Regions from separate parts of the Sus scrofa genome. Here region 2 is linked to region 1. Evidence: chromatin contacts called from public HiChIP or PLAC-seq data. All regions are on one chromosome and are shown on one strand. The core of a region is the stretch at or near the end of the contact, and the rest is flanking DNA. Distances in the headings are between cores, read along the strand shown.

Evidence for each region. HiChIP or PLAC-seq counts read pairs in DNA pulled down with a chosen protein or histone mark.
Region 2: an H3K27ac HiChIP or PLAC-seq map of alveolar macrophages shows a contact between it and region 1. The contact joins the promoter of HMGN4 here to the promoter of LOC110261483 in region 1. A contact is called at or near these places in 1 of 5 promoter capture datasets (liver), 10 of 47 Hi-C or Micro-C datasets (alveolar macrophages, embryonic fibroblasts, fetal skeletal muscle and 6 more) and 1 of 2 datasets of contacts at active chromatin or transcription factors (alveolar macrophages).

What each region holds. Positions count from the first base shown.
Region 1 is chr7:20,726,624-20,732,938 of Sscrofa11.1, forward strand. LOC110261483 (histone H2A type 1) reads right to left here and starts at 3,843. Exons shown (of 1, transcript XM_021098433.1): 1 at 3,317-3,843. The coding sequence starts at 3,766. The coding sequence ends at 3,374. It also overlaps the pseudogene LOC110261489.
Region 2 is chr7:20,996,914-21,003,275 of Sscrofa11.1, forward strand. It overlaps HMGN4 (high mobility group nucleosome-binding domain-containing protein 4), which reads left to right and starts at 2,000. Exons shown (of 2, transcript XM_001928253.7): 1 at 2,000-2,184; 2 at 4,474-6,225. The coding sequence starts at 4,552. The coding sequence ends at 4,824. TRNAR-ACG (a tRNA gene) reads left to right here and starts at 1,079; the gene lies at 1,079-1,151. TRNAV-CAC (a tRNA gene) reads left to right here and starts at 1,719; the gene lies at 1,719-1,791.

The DNA.
Region 1 (6,315 bases), core at 2,593-5,092:
TCTCATTATCTGCCTAAAGACAGAGCCTCCAAAAGAAACTCAATTGTCATAAATCTCTTTCCAAGAAGAGAGAAGGAGAGGGAGAGGATTTAAAAAAACTAACAAACAAAAAAACACAGTATGTAATAAAGTACATGGCATCAACAGATTGTTTTGCTTTTCCTACGTCACATGTTAAACATGTTGTCCAAATGTGTTTTTCTGTGCCAGTTCCCAAGGTGCACTGACAATCTCAGGCTTCTGGCTTTCCTGCAACCAAGCCTGTGGTGCAGTTCAAATCTTCATATCGACTGCCCACTGTTGTGTTAAATCACACTGTTGTGTGGTGTGTAAAATACTCATTGAGCAATAACTTACTTTTACTGGGACAACTGGAAAAGCCACTACTAAAAGTTCAAGTCTGAAAAATGCACCCAAACCTTGACTTCCCTTCCTTTGAAAGTCCTTATTTAAAAAACTCCAGTGGCATTAGCTGTAAACTACACCTTGTGGTGTAACTCCTATGAGCCTGGAGGAAAACAAAAACAAAACCAAAATGAAAACCTGTTCGACTGAGGACTTTGCCACAGCCATTTAAAATACAATCTGTACATTAAATTCTTTTGCCTTCAGCCCCACCTTTCTCACACCCCTAATATAATAGAGGCCTAAGGCAGTGATATTAAAATGCTGACACCACACCCCAGTCCAAAGTGTTCAATAACTTTCTTTCACAAATGTGAATTTCTTCCATGCTTTGGTTATAAAAATATCTGCTAAAGTTTTATTTTGGAACTGAGCAGAATCTCTGCAACTAAGGAATGCCAAATAAAAAGGAAATTTAAAAGGCAGAGTTCGTTCTTATTTAAAAGGTTGAAAATGTTCAGTGTATATAATGCTGTGTGCCCCCAAATCAGTACATACATTTATCCAATAACAAACCTATGAAGTGGGTAGTGTTATCCCCATTTTTCTGATAATGTTCAAATTGTTTTTTTAAGATGACATATTAAACAGTAAAGCTGGGATTTGATCCCTGGCTAGCTAGCCAGCATCCAAATACTTCCACCTTCCAGAATACTCTAGAAAGATTAAAAAGGATGTGGATTCTAAGATGGTGCTACTTTTTTCTTCCTAGGCACTGGACAAATGCACTAAATGAAGACTTAAAAGCCAAATCCATGTCCCTTAGCTGCGGAGAGGGAGAAAGGAGCAGTTTGACCCAGCCATTGTCCTCTGTGCATCAGCAGCAATGGACACATTTACTTTTAAAAGCTAAGAAGCCCTGTAACCTAAAACACCTTTTTAATCCTACAGATACATGCAATATTGGGGTGGGGGGGAATCAAAAGAGTGAACACAAGAGCTAGCACAGCTGTAAGAGCAAAAACCAAGATTCTTGGACAGCAGCAGGGACAAGAGTTGGGGCAGGGCCATCAACTTGGTTTAAGCTAAGGGCAATGGTGCTTCTGACAGATCCCTTATATGGAATAAAGATCTGTGCCAGGCAGAGGATTGTAGTAGTCTGGCAAAATGAGATGTTACAAATAAACATAAAGGACACACAGATGACAAGATTTACTTTTTCTAATGCAAATATTATGTAACCCAAAAGCCTTTTAAAACTCCAGCAAGCAAATAAATACAAGTAAACTACGAAATTCATTTTATCTTGTGTTTTCTGTGGGTTTTTCTTGTAGGAGAGGGATCCAAATTATTTTACCAGGCCCTACTAACTTCTGCCTCAGATGTCAGAAAAGGTTGTTTAAGTAATGGGTGGAAATAGAAACGGAGGCAAAAATCTTTGGAATTGGTGGCTGTCACGGTAAGTGTATTAAGTCTCACGTTTTGGTGTAAAATCCGTTCGTTCAGGGAAAAGCCTACGAAACTCCTTTGTTCTGCCTCCTGTTGTGTTAAACCTCAAAAGTCGAGGAGAGTAGAATAACCAATGTACACTGAGTATATTCTAGTGCCTTGTGACACAGCTCTCAAAAGTGAAATTATAGTTGGCTCTGAAAAGAGCCTTTGGGTTTAAGATTGACACTTGAAACTGGTTAACTTATGCCCTCTCCCCACGGATGCGGCGAGCCAACTGGATATCCTTGGGCATGATAGTGACACGCTTGGCGTGGATGGCACACAGGTTGGTGTCCTCGAAGAGCCCCACCAGGTAGGCCTCGCACGCCTCCTGCAGCGCCATCACGGCCGAGCTCTGGAAGCGCAGGTCCGTCTTGAAGTCCTGCGCGATCTCGCGCACCAGCCGCTGGAACGGCAGCTTGCGGATCAGCAGCTCCGTGGACTTCTGGTAGCGCCGGATCTCGCGCAGGGCCACCGTGCCGGGCCGGTAGCGGTGCGGCTTCTTCACGCCGCCGGTGGCGGGCGCGCTCTTGCGGGCCGCCTTGGTGGCCAGCTGCTTGCGCGGCGCCTTGCCGCCGGTGGACTTGCGAGCGGTCTGCTTGGTACGAGCCATAACTAACAAGCAAGGAGTTTGTCTTACAGCAACTAGTGAGAAGGAGTCAGCCACCGTTCTTTTATACAGCTAGACCTCCGACTATTGGGCCCAAGAACATTCAAACGTTCCCGCGCCCTCCCCTGATTGGTCTACTTCTGAGCCTGTGGGGCTCAAGAGCGGCTTTCAGATTGGTGAATGAGTTCACCAAAAAGACTCTGACGCCCTGACGTCATCTTATTTACCCTTTCGCCTCTATATCTATTGTGGACAATAATCTTGCATTCAAAAGCCCTAGAATTCTTAAAATTTACAAAATAATCGCACAAAACAACAAGAACTTCGTCAACGGGTTTTGTTGAGTTCAAAAACCAAAGATATTTTAGAAATGCTTAGGGAAATTTACATTTGGGTAGCATCTAAAATATTAAGGTTTTCTTGGGTGTGGCACGAATATTGTGGACAATCAGGGAGACGATTTTGAAACTAAAGGGGAGTGTCAAGGATCTATAATTTACTCTCATCTACTCGATAAAATGTGTAATGCTTTTATAAACTCCTGAATCTAGATGCATATTTATTTTTGTGTTGCATTTTTGACGAAAGTTAACCTTAAAGAAATCTGTGCTTATCACTAATAACCTTCTCTCACTCAGAAGGAAAAATCCCAAGCTCTCACCACTGGGACAGGGATGGCAGTTTAGAGTAAAATGGTTATGTCACAGGTAAAGTCCTCAAGAACAATTACTGGGGCTAAAGATTTCTTTCGGGTAATTCACTTGCTAGCTTTGACTTCTACCCTGGTACCGAAACCTTCATATAAGGGGAGAGTAATTAAAAGCATAACAGCTCTTTAAGTAGAAAAGATGGGTGGCTCTGAAAAGAGCCTTTTTTTTTTTTTTTTTCTTGATAGGAAGCAAAATACCTTGCCAAACAAGTAATACTTTACTTGCCCTTGGCTTTGTGGTGGCTCTCAGTCTTTTTAGGGAGCAACACTGCCTGGATATTTGGTAACACTCCGCCCTGAGCGATGGTCACCCGACCCAACAACTTGTTAAGTTCTTCGTCGTTGCGGATGGCCAGCTGCAAGTGGCGCGGAATGATGCGAGTCTTCTTATTGTCGCGAGCTGCATTGCCCGCCAACTCCAGGATCTCGGCGGTAAGGTACTCCAGCACTGCCGCCAGGTACACCGGAGCCCCAGCACCAACCCGCTCGGAATAGTTGCCTTTGCGGAGCAAGCGGTGCACTCGACCCACGGGGAACTGAAGACCAGCCCGAGAGGACCGAGTCTTAGCCTTAGCGCGAGCCTTACCACCCTGTTTGCCACGGCCAGACATAACTGCTAAGGAAAACAGAAAGCCTTTCTAAACAAAAGAGAAAGCGAAATAGAGCGAAGATGAGGGCGAAAGAAGTATTTATACTAACTGGAGGGAGACTGCGTGCAATTCTCCCATTGGCTATTATTAAATAACCAATGGGAGATCAGAACCAGAATCCTTCATTTGCATACAGCATTCCCATCTAGTGTCAGTTCTGTTTGCTCGTGTATTATCTTGTCTGATGTGTCTTTGTAATAGTAACAACTGAATCTATTTAGTTTTCTCAAAGTGCTATCCTTAAACGCAGTCAGATGCAGGAATGATTATTCTCATCGTTCTTACACTTGGCTACTGGGATTGTGACTCATGATTTTTGGAAAGGCATACACACATAACAATTTATAAATAGGTAACATTTAAAGGATAGGTACTTCTATGCCAGGCATTGCTTTAACTGTTCCAGCTCTTTAACTCTTGCAAAAAAAAAAAAAAAGAGGTAGACAGGAAACAAGCAATTCTTTGTCCTGGTCCAAGTCTTCTTAAACTATTTGAGCAATGGAAACTGAAGGCAAGAATTGGATAATCCAGCAAATCTTCCGTTTTATTCATCTACCGCCTTTAGACGATATATGATCCTGGAAGGTACGCACAGTAAACACTATCCTCGTCTTAGAGATTTTGAAACAGAAAGACTCAGTTTGTTCACTTTGTCCAAAGTAAACCTGAGTTAATGGGACCAAGGACTCTGAACTGAGAAAGTCGTCATCATTCCCCAGTGCCACTGCCAACCGTCTTACCCTCATTTTCTCACTTTCATGCCAAATACCGTATTGTAAGTACTTCAGTAAACTCCATCTTCCTACACTGGACCTCTTGCTCTTAGAAGGCTGAGAACTTTGCAGCACATAAGTACATGAAGTCTTGGGACTTTTAGGAAATAAGGGAACAAACACATAGCACAGAAGTACTCAAAATGAGATTAACGATGGAGTTCCCATTTGGAGCAGCGGAAACAAATCCGACCATGAGGATGTGGAGTCCAACCTTGCCTCTCTCAGTGGGTCAGGCCCTGAGCTTCAGTGTTGGTCGCAGACCCAGCTTGATCCCAAGTTGCTGTGGCTGTGGTGCAGGTGGGCAGCTGTAGCTCTAATTCGACCGGTAGCCTGGAAACTTCCATATGCTGCACATGTAGCACTAAAAAAAAAAAGAGAGAGAGAGAGAGATTAACATATGTATTATTAAACATTATACTAATATTACTGTAGAGTCTGTCTGGTCTTAAACCATCAGAAAATCAAGAGAGGTTATGAACAAAACTCTTTTTTCTCTTAATGATACATGAGATAGAAATAAATGGGGTCCTGTCAGTGACTTCTTAGCACAGTAGCAGCGCGTCAGTCTCATAAATGGGGTCCAGATGGAGGCAAATTATTATTTCATGACTTTTTTTTTTTTTAGGGCCACACCCACGGCATATGGAAGTTCCCAGGCTATGGGTTGAATTGGAGCTGCAGCTGCCAGCCTATGCCACAGGCACAGCAATGCTAGATCCAAGCCACTTCTGTGACCTACCCCACAGCTCAGGGCAACACTGTATCCTTAACCCACTGAGGCAGGCCAGGATGGAACCTGTGTCTTCATGGATACTAGCTAGGCTCATTACCGCTGAGCCACAACAGGAGCTTCCTATTTCAGGAATTTTTAAGGGTGGAAGCCTCAAAGTCTGCTGATGTCAAACAGGATAGTAAAAGGAACAAGAACCTGTATGTGAGAAAAATTACTACTAAGCCAATTCTGTAAGAGGCCCATGTTTTCATCCAGGCAACCAGACAGGAAAGTAAAGATGTTCATTTTCTGTTTCTTTTTTACCTTCTCTCAAGTCTTCTGACTTCTATGGTTTTTAACAACATTCAACTTCCTTTTTAGTTTTTATCATTATCTTCACCATCAACAATAGCAATAAACATCAGTAATCACTGTCTCAGTGCCTTTGAAATGTTTCAAAGATGGTGGAGATGTAAAAAGATAGGTTAGATACGCAGGTTCTGAGTCTCAGATGCTGTCTCAAAGATTTTATCCTCTCTTTTGAAAAGGGCAGGGAGGGGTGCATATACCTGAAATTTAAGTAATAAACCATATTCTGCATTCCAAACTGGAGGTTTTAAGCAATTTATGTTAAAAGGAACACATGGAGAAGAAGATAATCATTGTGAATTAGAAAGTCAAGAGAACTCAAGAAAGAAGTACATTCAGCATTGGTTCAAAATACATTTGCTGAGCACATGTTAAGTGCCAGAGAGTGTTCTAGGTGACAAGATCATGTGGAGAGGAAAGAAGTTGTGGTTGTTGGGGAGGACATTTTTTTTCCTCTGCTTTTCTAGGTTTTCTGGCTTGTCTAAAATTAAATTGATATGAGACATTAACAGGAAAAAAATCAAATTTAATTTCTGGGTTTGTGGCCATAAGAAAAAAGGACAAGTTAGACAATTGGGGCCTGAGAGAAGAAGGGATTAGGGGTTTGGGATTTCGAAAGGTAGGGAGGTAATTCATAGGAAGATGAAGAAAAG
Region 2 (6,362 bases), core at 750-3,249, 270 kb after region 1:
GTGAAGTTCTCATCTAAAGATTAGAACAAATACTAGTTGGAGCTGGGGCAGTAAGTAGGCATTTACTGATTAGGCTCTAAGATTAAGAGGGAAGGTCAGTTCCGTGGTCTAGTGATTAGGATTCTGTGCTTTCAAGGCTGCAGCCTAGATTCAGTCCCGGGAACTGGGATCCGTGTCATGACGAATTTGCTTAAGTAAATTTGGGGAATAAAGTTTTTTCAACCATGCAAGAAGATACAAGAGAGATATATTGCCACCGTACAGTGGCTTCCAATTTCCTACAGAGTAACAGCCAAAGTTTTTACAAGGGCGTACAAGGCCAAGGATCATTTCCTCGAGGTCTCCTAGCGCTCTGCGCTCAGCACTGGCCTCCGCCACATTGCTGAAATCCCCAAGCGCGCTCCCACCTCCAGGCCTTTGCCCTGGAGATTCCCCCTGTTCCAGGTCGCTCTTTCCCCAATACCCACATTTATCTTTCATCACCTTCCCTGCTGGGTTTTCCTATTCCTTTTCCCGTTTGTTTTATTCTTCCCTCTAAGTGCTTATCACTATTATTTTATTTATTTAGTGCTTTATTACCGTCTTCGCTACTTCCATACAGTCTTCTTCAGGGCAAGGATGACATCTATTTTCTTTCTTTTGTGAAAAAAAAATTTTATTTTATTTATATTACTCAATGAATTTATTACATTTGTAGTTGTATAATGCATTTCCATCCCAAACCTCCAGCATCCCCCTACCCAAATCTATTTTCTTGACAGTTGTATTTCCGGTACCTTGAATGGTAATATCGGTTGAATGAATGAATTATTGAATGGGGGTGATACTGAGGCCGAGAGAGTGCCAGGCTTGCCTCCTACCGCCATTTTTCGGTTGGTTCAGACACACTGAGACAGGACTACAGACACTGGGGGACGCGCGTGCAAGCAAAGTGGCTGCCTGGGAGTCCACGCGCTGCAAGTCTGAACTAGCTAGGACAACGCAACTTGCAGGCCCAGGCGCAGACCGCACCGCGTGAAGCAGCGCCGCCGCCTTGTTTCTGATGAAGGCATGCCCGCCTGAAAAGTGTACACACGCCGGGCCAGTGGCGCAATGGATAACGCGTCTGACTACGGATCAGAAGATTCCAGGTTCGACTCCTGGCTGGCTCGATGTGCGTGGTTACTTTTTACTTACCTCCTCTGCCTACCGCTGAGACGTTCGATCAAGTTAGGAAATCCTTATAAAGTGAGGTGTGCCTGGAAGTCTCGGGAGCGAGAAAGCGCCAGTTTTAACCGCAACGGGAGACGTCACTCCTTAGCAGAGCAATTCCGCGTACGGCCATGAGGTGGCGCCAGCGGGAGAAATGCGCGCGGGCCGGGTGTCACGCCCAGCTTCGCCAGTCCATTCTAACTAAAGGTAACATAGTAAACAAAGGGAAAGAAATTAAAATCTAGTTCAGACTGAGAAATGGTAGTGAAGGGGTTAAAGTCGCATTCGTTCTCCCCTATCCAGCCATTTCCGGAATAAATTATTAAGAACTCGGCTCCAGATCTATGCGCCCTACGGGCTTGGCTTTCGCATTTAATTGGCTTCTCTGATTTAGGAGAATGGTACACAGACGCCAAGTGCACGTTAACGACGGAGATTTACAGGAACGGAGCAAATGGGCAGCGGAGGCATGGGGGTGGGGAGTTCCGTAGAATGAACTACCAGTCGGGGAAAACCATCACCGCAAGGTTTCCGTAGTGTAGTGGTTATCACGTTCGCCTCACACGCGAAAGGTCCCCGGTTCGAAACCGGGCGGAAACAAACGTTTTTCTACCACCATACATTTCCTTTAAACCATTTATTTGAAAAAATCATAAATACGTTTCCCTCCTTTTCTTATCTCACTTGTCCCGGCCTGTGGTGCTGTGGCGACACTATTCAAAGTAGGTCCGGAGTCTGCGGCCCCCGGAGGCGGACACTAGTATCACGAGGGGAGAACCGGGCTGTCCCCGACTGCGACGCGAGGTGGCCCGACGCCCGCAGCCCCGGAAGCGCATCCCCGCCTTGCCTTGCCTTCCTGTTCCCGGCTGTGCCGGGCTCCGGGCGTCTCTCCACGATCGCAGGGTTCACGCCGGCCCTGCCCCAGCCGAGGGCACCTGCGCAGCAGGCCGGCAGTCGGGAGCCCCGCGCCGCTCGGACGGCCGCGAGACTCGGGTAAGCACCTCGGAAGGAGGCCTTTGCGAGCGTCTCCGGAAAATGGGGGGAGTGCGGCCGCCCTGCCTAGATTCGGGACCCTCCTGCAATCCGGCCCTCGTAGTGATGAGGTCACCTAGGGTCCCCCCCACCTCCGCCTTGCCTCCCATTCTCAAGAATAGCGGAATTCGGGAGGGGAGGGTCATTACAGGCCCTGCTGGAGTGAGAAGTCTCCAGGGAAGCTCTAGGGCAGAAAAAGGAGAAGCAAGAAGAGGATTTGAAAGCATAGGGCCCGCAGGGCTGTGGCCCTGAATAGGTCTGCCACTGGCCTGGGCTCTTTCTCCCCTCTCCTCTCCATCTTAGGCGGCCTCACCTCTGAGAATCCCCTCCTCAGTGGCCACCGAAGGGCTGAGCTTTCCACCACTTGGGCCTTCTGCTCTCCCTGTCAAAAAGAAAAAAGCATCCCAAAGTTAAGAAATAGACCAACTGTTGCATATTGCCTTGAGTCTTGAGAAAAGTCCCTGGCAATACCTGTTTTAAATCAGGACTTGGGCCCTGGTGTTTGGCCTCGTACCTCTGTTTCTGACATGGCCTGCTTCAGTGTTAATGGAAGAAAAACATTATACAATTTGTATAAAATTATATGTATGTAACACCATACAGCTTCAACATAGCCTCTAGATTTTCTTCTTAGGTGTATTATTATTACTGTTGTTGTTACTGTTTCTAAGGGTAACCAAGCCTAGTCTCTCAGATGGCAATGTTCCAGATTCCCTCAAATGACTGATATGAATGTGATGTTTTTATAACCATAAGACAAGTAAGAGCAATACTTACGTAATGAACTGTTTTCCTGGTTTTTTTTTTCTTTCTTTCTTTCTTTTTTAAACAGGCAACTTGTATAAGCATCCCTTCCCCAGCCCTGTCACTCCCTCATTTTCATACTTTCTCTGAAAGACACATGCTTTTGTCATCTTGTTGTTTCCCTTCTTAACAAGGCAATAAGTTGGACAGGTGCTCGATGCAAATTTGTCTAAGACATTTCCATTTAAAAACCCCTCTATACCACTCAGAAATACATGTGAGTTCATATGGTGCCTTCCAGGAGCAAGGGTCTCAGGGTCCTGGAGGTGTTGGGTTTTGTCCTCTCCATCTTTCTCTGAGGCCAAACCACAGGAATACTTTTTTTTTTTTTCCCCTTACCCAAGGCTGTTTATTTCTGTGCAAAACCATGTTTCTCTTTTGTACAAAGAGCACCCCACCGTTACCTCTCCCTCTCTGCACATGTCAGTGCCCTAGGCCTGAGAGGCATTCCCCCAGGAGGGGGCTGAAGTAAGGCCCCACCCATCAGCCCTTACTCTCCCTGCTCCCGCTCAGGAGACAAGCAGACTCAAGATGAAAGAGAAAAAAACCATGGGAAAAAGATTTTGAGAGTTCCCGCTGTGGCACAGTGGGTAAGGACCACAGCCGTGGTGTAGGTCACAGTTGTGACTGGAATTCAGTCCCTGGCCAGGTAACTTCCATATGCTGCAGGTGCAGCCATTAAAAAAATAAAAAATAAAAATAAAAAAGTCCCACCGTGTTTGTGAATGCCAGCTATAAGCCTGGGTCCTAATTATTCAAATTCAAAATCACTTTCTGTGTTTATTTGTTCCACATCTGCTGGGCCCTTGATATTGTCAGGCAACTTAGTTGTCTCCAATCTGATGGATGTGAAATGTTATATCTTGTGGGTTTTGTATTCATGTCCCATATTACCAATGAAGTTTACTCTTTTTTTTGCTTTTTCACCATTCATGCTTTTTCTAAGAAGTAGTTATTAACCCCTTTGGCCCATTGTTTTTAAATTTTCATTTTGTCCTTTACTCACAGATCTGTAAGAATTCTTTCAGTATTATGGATGCTAATCCTGTCAGTTATATATACTATGAATGCCTTTCTCCAGCTTGTAACATTTTTTTTTTTACTTTTTTATGCATCTTTTTGTCATATACAAATTACTAATTTTAATATAGTCAAACTTGAAATTTTTTTACATTATTTTATTTATTTTATTTTTAGGGCCACACCCCTGCGGAATATGGAAGGTCCCTGGCCGGCCTATGCCACAGCCACAGCAACACCAGATCTGAGCGGCATATGGAAGTTACACTGCTGCTTGAGGCAATGCCTACCCCACTGAGCAAGGCCGGGAATCGAACCCTCATCCTCACAGATACTTGCTGAACAATAAGAAGTCCCAATTCGAATTTTAATGTAGTTAAATTTGTCCGTCTTTTTATGGTTTACATTGTTCATGTCTTGTTAAAGAAATCTTTCTAGGAGCAGTGAGGAAGACAGAAGAACTCCTTGGGCTGGCAAAGCCATCTGCCAAGCACTGCTGCCACCATGCCTAAGAGAAAGGCCAAAGGAGATGCTAAAGGTGACAAAGCGAAGGCGAAAGATGAGCCACAGAGAAGATCGGCACGGTTGTCTGCTAAACCTGCCCCTCCAAAACCAGAGCCCAGGCCGAAAAAAGCCCTTGCAAAGAAGGCAGAGAAGCTAGCGAAAGGGAGAAAGGGGAAAGCCGAAGGTGGCAAGGATGGGAACAACCCAGCCAAAAACCGAGATGCCTCCACAGACCAGTCACAGAAAGCAGAAAGCGCTGGGGATGCCAAGTGAAGCGTACTTTTCAATGGCTCTGTACTTCCAGTGACTCTACTGTTTGAAATACTATTTTTTACATCAAATTTTATTAAAAGGTAGAGTTTTTTTAAGTTATGTTATTAGCACACAAGACACTTTGTTGTGGTCTTTTATGGAAAGGGCAAATAACCACTAGTAGAATGTCTCAGAAACTGGATTGAAATGGGTGAAAATAGGATTTTCTCTCCTTGTATTTGAAGATTTCTTGGTTCCAGATACCCTGACATTCATACATGGCAGCCACTATGGGTCAGAGGCCTCATAGCGTGGGGAAGCAAAACTTCATTTCATCTCATCTCCTGATGCCATCAGGTGTCTTTGACTTCCTGAAACCAAGAGTCATGACACAGCCTTGGCACTGCTAGAATCAGCTGTGTCAAACAAAAATAATCTGGCTTTCTGGTGATGCCAGCAAGATGGTCTTGCTCAAAAAAGCCAGGATTCCTGTTTGCATTTGGTGGATCATCTCATTAATATTTCTGGAGTGTTTCCTTCCTTTCCTCCATGTCAGAATTGACCTGTGAAAAGTTCTTATATGCCTCATGTGAAATAGTCACTCTTTCTGAAAAAATGTTTCCTGTTCACTGCAGCAGTAGACTTCTTTTACTTTAGGAGGAGGCAAGGTTGAAAGTTGTAAAATGTTAAGCATTGTCACCCATGTCCTGTTGGAAGTAACTATTTATGAAAAGTATCTTATAAAGCTGGATATAGTTGGCTTCGTGGTAGGGGAGGCATCATTTCCAACCCAAAGTCATAAAGATATTCTCTGCTGCCTTGTAAAAAATTTCTAGTTTTGCTTTTCACATTTGTTTTTAGTCTTCCCTGAACTGATTCTTGCAAAAATATGAGCTAGTGATTCAATATCAACTATTTCTTTTATGTGGTAAGTTGTTGTCCCAGCACCATTTTCTGAAAAGGTCACCCTTTCCCCCACTGATCTGTAACACTGGCTCTTTCATAAATCAAGTTTCTGTGTGTATGGCAGGGGGGAGGTGTCTGTTGACAGTTTCAATTCTGACTCACTGGTCAATTTGTCTAACCTTGTGGTGGCACTATGTAATTCTGAGTACTACAACTTTAGAAAATGGTCTTGATATCTCAGGACAAATCCCACTTCCACCTTCAACAGCATCAAACTTTTCATCCTCAGAGTATCTTGACTATGCTTAGCCAATTGCTTTTCCATACAAGTTCTAGAATTAGATTGACAAGTTCCAAATCAAGCAAACAAACAAAGTTGGACTTTTTATTGGATTGGCATTGACTTTATAGATCAGTTACAATATTGAGTCTTCTAATCCATGAGCATGATATAATTCACCATTTATCTAGGCTTTTTAAAATGTCTTTCAATAAAGTTTTATAATTTTCTCCATACATGTTTTCTTTTGTTAATATGTCTTAGGGACTGTGTGCTTTCGGATGCAGCTTTATATGGTAACTTTTTAGTTGCTACATTTTCTGATTTCAGCCAAAGTTGATTTTTATTCAGCAGCTTAGGCTGAATTTGCAAT